Linked DNA regions of Mus musculus: all the other regions are linked to region 2. The links are chromatin contacts, called in public HiChIP or PLAC-seq maps. All regions are on one chromosome and are shown on one strand. Each heading gives the region's core, a stretch centred on a gene start, on an enhancer-like site or on the middle of the called end of the contact. The rest is flanking DNA. Distances are from core to core; before and after follow the strand shown.

Region 1 (2,788 bases), core at 218-2,717, 420 kb before region 2:
CTGAAATAATACACTCTCCTTGCTCACATAATAGGTTCATGTCTTATATACATGTAGAAGCACTAGTTAAATGTGCTTATAATCCTACAAGAACCTCAAAATTTATGAAATTAGAGGTACCGACTTTTGGAGAAATATACATTTATATTTGTTATATACTGACAATCTACAGTTTTTATTAATATGTGGCGATGCTTAATTTTGTGGTATTCTTACATTAATTTCTTGTTTGCTGGATATGAGAATGGCTAAACATGTATGGTCATTGCTTCAATTTTCTTTGTATATAATATTCTATTCTGTACTCATATGCCTCTGTGATTTCTTGTATATTCTGGATATGGAAAGCAAAAACAGCTCAATGTTGGTTTTGAGGAGAGCTAATGATTAGTCTCTGCCATTTAGTTGGTGAGTCAAGAACATTAACATTTATATTTGTTGTTTAGAAATATTTCCTAACTTCTATAATTTTATGTAATTTTTTCCTGGTTAGGTCACACATTATTTCTTATTTCTTCTCTAACTTATTTGTCTCAGAAGTTTGATTATTTCTAAGATGGATAAGTAATATGTTCTTTGATTTATTAATCCCTATCATGTTATTTATCTATTGGTGTGTCTTGTTTTGAAAATTATTTCTTTCAGATACATTCTCCTATTCTACCATAGCTTTTGTGGCTTTCTCTCTGATGTTCCTCTGTGGAGTTGGCCTTTGTATGCTGGAATTTTCTCTTGCTGCTTATATTATATCTTCATTCTATAGCTGTAGTCCATTACCTGTCTTTCCTTATATCTGGGAGATTTTATTATATAATTTCATTACATAGCTAGCTTTTATTTCAGTTTCATCTTCTACTCTGTCCATTCTTAGAAAAAGACTAAGAATTAAGAGAACAGCTCATGCCCCATGTTTGAAAGCTTTGGTTATACTATTGCAAACTATTGTTTTCTTTATTGTAATCTGAATAGTTCCTTGACCTTGTCTTGTCTTCAATCCATGATATTATTTTTTTTTCTTGATCATGTCTACTGATAATGTTTTCTAGTGTGTTTTAAATTGGTAGACTTACTCTTTGAGATGTTTTTAATGTTTCTCTGTTAAATTTGCACTTTGTTGGAATGGCTGTCTTGGAGGTTTTTCTTTTTATCTTTCTCTCACATTTTGGTTATTGTTGTCTAACTTTTTAATAAGTGATCTTTAAATTAACTCATGCTCTGTCTACTAATTGGATGGAAGAAGCAGACAGCAGTCACAGAAACAATGATTTGACAACTATCCTGGCTTTGTTCTACTAAAATATATACTGCTGAGTATAAGCAAGGAAACAAGCAGGCATTATGGAACTTTCTTTTCTCTGCTCTAACTGTTATAAGTTCCTGTGTCAACCTCCCTCCAATGATGGGCTATAACTCAGAACTGAAAGCCAAACTGACCTACTTCCTTTTGTTGTTTTGGTCAGGATATTTTATTGCAGAAACAGAAATGAAATTAGGACACCCCCAAATTAAAACCACATCCTTGCCAGTGGACTCCACTACCAGAGAAGAAATCACAAATGAAACTCAGAAAAAAAATTATGAAGTGAGTTGAAATGAAATTGTGGCACATGAAAACCATAGTAGTTGTTCCAAAACTCCTCTTAAGTATATCTGCAAGCTTCCATTTTACCTAGATTCTGTAGGTTGCAAATAGAATGCTTCCTGTGGTCTTTCTACAAAACCACTGCTGGGAGCAAAGCACTTGCTTCATGCTATAAATAGGAAAGGAAGCTTCACATTAAGGGAGCAGTTCCCTACTGTCTATATGAAACAGTGGGGATCTGTTTTCTTCGCACTTAGCACAGAGTAGTTTGTCTTCTGTACTTACCCTGCCAATAGCATTCCAGATAAATATCTGGTTGAAGCTCTGTGGCTATTCATTTTTTCCACTGAAAGAACCCTAAAATAATAGACATGTTTATGATGGAGAAATATTTCTCTTTAGTGAATACATAAGAGAAAGTAAATAGTAAGTCTCATGAGCTTGAAAAATGAGGACCCATAAAATGTTCAATACCAAAACTATAACTATAACTGAAGCAGCTGCAGAAATAACTGGATTGGAAGGCTGTAACTGATGCGAACAGCATTCTGTGCCATAACATTATTCTTGATGGTTACTATCATTTGTTTCAGCCGTGAAAGCCAGGAATAACTTTTCCTCTTGCTTACATGCTTTCTTCTCTCTCTTTTCTTAGGACAATATGTGTTTTATGTGGCCAGTAAACGGAAAACCATGGCACTTTCCCACTTAGGGAATCATACACTTAGATATACTTAGGGGGGGATATCTAAATAAATCATGAAGTCCTTCAGGCTTTTTCAGCTGCAGAACCAATGAAAAGTGCAGCTTACAAAGTAGATTTCTACTTGCCTATGGGCACTAGTAAGATGTTTTGTGATACAGTAGTTTGCATTATTTTTTCATTTTATTTGCTTTCTATACATATTCTGTTTGCTCCAAAGACAGCCCATTCCTGAACAAACACATTTGCTAAAAACTATGAATGTTCTTAGGACTAAATTTTCATTCAGCTTACGAAATGCCAGTTTTTGTTAAATCTAAGACATTGGTGAACCATAGTTACTATATAAATCTTAATATGCTATTTAAAAGTATATAATGCTGGCTTTTATTGATTTTATTACTCAGGGTTCTCTAATGAAGCAGAACAGAGGGAATCCATACATGTTTCCAAGGAAACAAAACTAAATTAACTTAGAAGATACAGGCTGCTTATTTCAACAG
Region 2 (2,794 bases), core at 238-2,737:
AACTCTGCTAGTTCTATTTATGGTTGTGAGCCCAGCCTTTAACAGCTGAACCATGTCTCCAGCCCAATCCATGCTGTCACTAAATTAAAAGAGTGCTGCAAATTAGAATTTTATGCTTCATAATTGTTAGAGATCTTCAACTGCTCGTCCTTTGACTTCATCATTCCTTTCCTAGTTTTCTCCTTTCTTTCTTCACTCGTTCCCATACTTATTTTATTTATCTCATCACTGTTGCTAATGTCATGATCCTCCATTTGTAGACTGTGATCAACCATATTTGCTGAAGTCTGATGATGGAGTAGCACCCACTGTGCTAAGTGGCACAGCAAACACAAACATGCCTTGTCCTGGACACCCTTTCTGAGTGTGTGGCCACTTAAGAATGACTACCTCAGTGTTTCCTTTACATTTGTTTGCTTTCTGTGATGGGCCTTTACTCTGTATTCCAGGCCAGCTTAACACTTCGGATCTCCCTGTCTTAGACTCCCAAGAACTTGGGTTTATAGGTGTGTCTCAGTTTACATGGTTTAAATTACTCTGGTCTTTTATCCTAAGGTGTCTAGAAGAGACATATACTTTGTAGCTATCTTAGTGTGTGTGTGTTTGTGTGTGTGTGTGTATGGGTTTGTGCTTGTATGTGTATATATGAAGATATAACCTATGAAGAAGAGCATAATGCAGAATAAATGAACAAGCTGAGTGAAACATTAACCCCCTTAGGTTTCAAAATCTTTGTAATCTTGATAAGATGTACTTAAAGGAACTCAAAATGGCCTCCCAGAGATTGAAGTAAGGGGACAAAAGTAGGTGATTGAATAAGACTTCTCTTTTGTCATGTGGCCATCTACCATGGAAGCTTAATTTTTATAAATTATGCATCAGTGTCCTTAGGCAACCTTGAGAACTCTGAATGCAGACATTCACAGTCAGAAGACAAGCATGCTAAGCTGTCCATAGAAGGGCCACTCCCACCTGAAGCTCAGTAACTCTCAGCTCACCACTTTAGGAGGATACAGAAACTGAGAAACCAAACCTGTGATTCTGTTATCAAGAACGTGACTGCTGTGAGTTTTGAAAATACATTTAAGTTTTAAAAAAGAAAGAAAACTCACATCTTAATCACACCCCTTATAGAGTTAAACAGGTTTATATTTGGTGCTAAATTAAAACAAACAAATGGAGAAAAAGAAAAAGAAAAGAAAAACACTTTTAAGCAGAGGCATGTAGTATTGGAATTATGTCATTGGGACTAACAAAAGAAAGCTTTCTTTTTCAAAACTTCTCTGAGAAAAGGGGAAATGTATTTGGCTACTGCAAACTTGGCTTTTACACATGTATTTGTAAATAGGTTAAGTATGAAAATAAGCTCACCTAATGGGAGTCTCTGATCATTTGTAACAAAAATTCTTCCTTTTTTTCTATGTTGTTTTATCTTCATTTGTGTATTTTTTTTCTCTGCTATGCATTTGGCCTGCCAATGCCACCTAGAGGTATCTTCAGGCATTGCACAACTCAAGATAGACCCTAAAGAACCGGCTTTTACCTCGACCATAAATTTTGACTATTCAGGGAACAAAAAGTACATGTTTTTCACACCAACTATTCAAGTTTCCTGAAATTTCTAGGAACCTTGTTTATTTTATAATTTATTGACTTCACAAAATAGAATGTTGAAGTGTGTGGAGAGATTAAAAACTTGGCTCTCGTTGCTCAACCTTGAGCAAGTTGCTTATTCACTCAGGAAGTACATCTCCTCATTTACAAAGTGTGTGCTGATGTGAGACTGCTCAAGATTATTGGAAGGATGGGGAACACATCTACCATGGGCTACACTAGACAGAAAGCATATGGTCTACACTAGATAAGAGATGAGTTTATCGTTAAGTATGGCTGTGGTGCTAATGAAAATTATATGGTGTCACATTGAACTAAGTGGTTGTCTTTAAAACAGAAAGACAATTACATGATATCTAAAATTTTCCTTTTAAAAACTTTAAAACTTAAAAGCAAACATAATTATCCTTGCATATATCTCTTGGATCATTAAGGAAATTTTGATAAACTTACATTGCATCCCTACAGTCCTCTGAAGCAGTTACAGACACTTGGCTAGTGAGGACTGTGGGCCTTAGCTGCAGAAGATGAGCTTTTCCTTAAAAACTGGGCAGTAAGCATGGCACTGGTATATTTCTTCTATCATAGCCATTCCAACTTGGAGTTGAAAGCTGTGGATCTTTAATGAGTGTAATTAGGGGAAAACCATGGAAAGAATAGAATTCAAATGTTTTCATTTAAGACATAAGCTTCAGCAAATGATCCATGTCTGTTTCTTTCTCTTTTCACCAATGTAAAACCTGAAAATACCCAAGGGCACATGAGGGGCAGCCACAGAAGCACACAAGGGTCAAGAGCTATGTGAAGATTTCTTTCTGTTTTATTTTTTAAGTATATTTTACTTCATCCTCTCCTAATTGCTTCATTCCTCTCCGACCCAAACAGTGACTTCTCATCCTTTAACACCTCAAAAAAGATTCAATCATGAATTTGTTCATTTGTACCAGTCTGTGAGACTATCCTGAGGTCTGGCAGCAACATTATTAAAGAGATAAAACATGAATGTGAAAATAAACTTACAGAATTATCCTCTTTGTCATTGAAGGGCACACTGCAAAAACCCTAGTGGATGCTGGAAACTGCAGACAGCATTAAACCATCTGTGTGTGCATGTGCATATGTTTCATGCATGTGCAAGTGTATGTCTATGTGTGTACTCTGTTTTTATAATATATACGTA
Region 3 (2,879 bases), core at 280-2,779, 490 kb before region 2:
CTTCACAAGATCCATAGCTTTAAAAATTCCAACACCTTAAAAAGTTCAAAAATAGTAGGACAGAGAAAACATTCCCATTTCAAACATAAGAATCAAGGGATTACAAGGTTAATCACCTCTTCACACTGAAGTGCAACCAGCAATTATCAGGGAAAACATTAAATCCTACAGCTCCATATTCTGCACATGAATAGTCTATTCTTTATGCTTTGCCACTTTCAGGATTACACAGATTTCCATTTAGGTATAGGTAGCTCCATTTCACACCCATGCACTCTTGGAGGATGAGCCATAGTTCTGACATCTCTAATGTACTGGGTCCTCTGCTGTGCTAACTATCACAGCTATACTCTGTTGCATTTCAGAATCTCTCTGCATGGAGTTCAGCGGGCCTCAGAAGTTCTCTATACTCCCTCAGTATTTTGTCTTTTATGCCTTCAAAATCAGAACTATATGTGAACAGTACCATCAAATTCTGCCAGATGGTGATGTATGTAACCTGACCTCCTTTTAACACAGCATCATCAACATCTGGTTGCTGACTCTGAAGAATACATTCCTCTTATCTCAGGATATAGCACCAGGTTTCTCTTGAGTGAAACTAATCTCTTGAAGAGTGTAGATACTTGCTTCTCTGCATTCTCCTTGTCTGGACATTTAGGCTTACCCAAGCACATTTCTTTTCTCAAACAAATTAGTTTCTTATCTTTAAATTCAACACACCTCAAATTCGAAAGTTAGGGAAAGACTACAGCCACATTCCTGCCAAAATATTGCATAAATGACTCCTAGCTCAATTCCTGGTAAGGGCGCATGTTTGCCTCTAAAGCCTTTCAAGGCCAGCCATATTATCTGTCCACTATACTCATTTCCTGCAGTATTACTATCATCCTTACTCCTAGTAGAACAGTGTACTGGATAGTTTTGTTTTAACTTGACACAGGCTGGAGTTATCACAGAGAAAGGAGCTTCAGATGGGGAAATGCCTCCATGAGATCCCTCTATAAGGCATTTTCTCAATTAGTGATCAAGGGGAGTGGTCCCCTTGTGGGTGGGACCATCTCTGGGCTGGTAGTCTTGGTTCTATAAGAGAGCAGGCTAAGAAAGCCAAGGGAAGCAAGCCAGTAAGGAACATCCCTCCATGGCCTCTGCATCAGCTCCTGCTTTTTGACTTGCTTAAGTTCCAGTCCTGACTTCCTTGGTGATGAACAGCAGTATGGAAGTGTAAGCCGAATAAACCCTTTCCTCCCCAACTTGCTTCTTGGTCATGATGTTTGTGCAGGAATAGAAACCCTGACGAAGACAAACAGTCAGTTAAAATTTAATAAGAGCAAGCATCAAATTTTTTAGTCCAAAGTTCCAAAGTCTTTCACATATCTCCCACATAAATGTTCTATAAAGCAAAACGCCACGTGGGCAGGTTTAACCAAACACTACTATTACTTTTCTGTGAGAATTTTTGTCTAGTCGCTCTTCCTGTTGCTCAGCTTCACTTCCTGACTTCCTGTTGCTCAGCTTCACTTCCTGACTTCCTGTTGCTCAGCTTCACTTCCTGACTGGTTCCACTGTGGTGTTATCATCCATTTCAATGCCTTACTTCTTCAATTTTGAAAACAATGTTTTCTCTGTCCTATTTTTTGGGGTACTTATAAGAACTCAGAGTTGATAGAATTTAAATTTTATGTTATTAAAAATTTAAATCTTTTAAAGTTGGACACTACAGTACACTTAAAATGAGATTTAGGGACACAAGGTAGAAAACTACAGATGAAAGTAATGCCTTTCTCTCTCTTACTTGCTCTTTTGTGTGAGTGTGTGTGAGTGTGTGTGTGTGTGGGGGGGGGGGGTTCATGTCTCAGTTAGACTCCCTGTTACCAGAATAAGCAAAGTGCATATGTATGTTTAGATCCAAGGCCTCTGTAGCATCATAGAAGGCAACACTGGGCAGGAACACAATGGTTTTTTAAACATTATTTTTCAGTTAGTACACATTCACAAACCTTTTACTGTTGTCAAAAACTTTATCTATTACTCCAGTTCTATTATGTGGTTCTCTGTAGAGCCATACTCCACAATTTAACAGTGTGGGCATTTGAAAGCCATTAATTTCTTTTTAAAAATGGCTGTAGGGACACAATAACAATTACATTCCTACTTACAAAAGTTTGTTTTAAGTGATATGTGAAGACTAATGAATCAACAATGGAAATTGATAAACCAGTTAGCTGGCATATTATATGAGGCAAAAAAATCTCAAGAATTTGACTTAAGGTTGCAGTAATAACTTAAAGAAGAATGGACATTTCAAGCCACACCTTAATAGTAGTACGAAGATTCACAAGCAAGTGGAGTAACATTTAAAATATTTTATCATAGCATGCTGTAAAGTTAAATCATCCCAGACAGCTTTTTTTAAAATTTCATTTAATCTTTTTTTTTTTTTTACATTCCAGATTTTATCCCCCTCCTGGTCCACACTCTGACTGTTTCACACCCCATATCACCTCCTCCCTGCCCTCCCTCTCCTTGAGGATGTCCCCAACCCTCAGCCCCCATCCCACCAGACCTTAAACTCCCTGGGGCCTCCAGTTTCTTGAGGGATAGGTACATCTTCTCTGACTGAACCCAAGCCAGGCAGTCCTCTGCTGTATATGTGTTGGGGGTCTCATAGCAGCTGGTGTATGCTGTCTGGTTGGTGGTCCAATATCTGAGAGGTCTCAGAAGTCCAGGTTAATTGAGACTACAGGATAGCCCTCCTCCTCAGCTTCTTTCAGCCTTTCCCTAATTTAACCACAGGGATCAACAGCTTCTGTTCATTGGTTGGGTGTAAATATCTACATCTGACTCTTTTAGCTGCTTGTTGGGCCTTTTGGAGGGCA

The links. HiChIP or PLAC-seq counts read pairs in DNA pulled down with a chosen protein or histone mark.
Region 1: a contact with region 2 is called in a RAD21 HiChIP or PLAC-seq map of pro-B cells, with 8 times the contacts expected there. The contact joins two enhancer-like sites. A contact is called at or near these places in 1 of 15 datasets of contacts at CTCF or cohesin (pro-B cells) and 1 of 115 datasets of contacts at active chromatin or transcription factors (embryonic stem cells).
Region 3: a RAD21 HiChIP or PLAC-seq map of pro-B cells shows a contact between it and region 2, with 6 times the contacts expected there. The contact joins two enhancer-like sites. A contact is called at or near these places in 2 of 15 datasets of contacts at CTCF or cohesin (large pre-B cells and pro-B cells).

Annotation. Positions count from the first base shown.
Region 1 is chr2:15,892,179-15,894,966 of GRCm38.p6, forward strand. All of the region lies in intron 25 of Malrd1 (MAM and LDL receptor class A domain containing 1), which reads left to right. Among named protein-coding and RNA genes, the nearest start is that of Gm37416, 130 kb to the right of the region's middle. Within about 2 kb of position 1,468, at least 6 of the 459 cell types and tissues checked have an H3K27ac peak or open chromatin away from gene starts, as enhancers often do. A contact at or near this core is called in pro-B cells, where this site is marked.
Region 2 is chr2:16,311,099-16,313,892 of GRCm38.p6, forward strand. No RefSeq gene overlaps it. Among named protein-coding and RNA genes, the nearest start is that of Plxdc2, 44 kb to the right of the region's middle. Within about 2 kb of position 1,488, at least 3 of the 459 cell types and tissues checked have an H3K27ac peak or open chromatin away from gene starts, as enhancers often do. A contact at or near this core is called in pro-B cells, where this site is marked.
Region 3 is chr2:15,824,027-15,826,905 of GRCm38.p6, forward strand. The region is part of intron 20 of Malrd1 (MAM and LDL receptor class A domain containing 1); the gene reads left to right. Among named protein-coding and RNA genes, the nearest start is that of Gm37416, 200 kb to the right of the region's middle. Within about 2 kb of position 1,530, at least 1 of the 459 cell types and tissues checked has an H3K27ac peak or open chromatin away from gene starts, as enhancers often do. A contact at or near this core is called in pro-B cells, where this site is marked.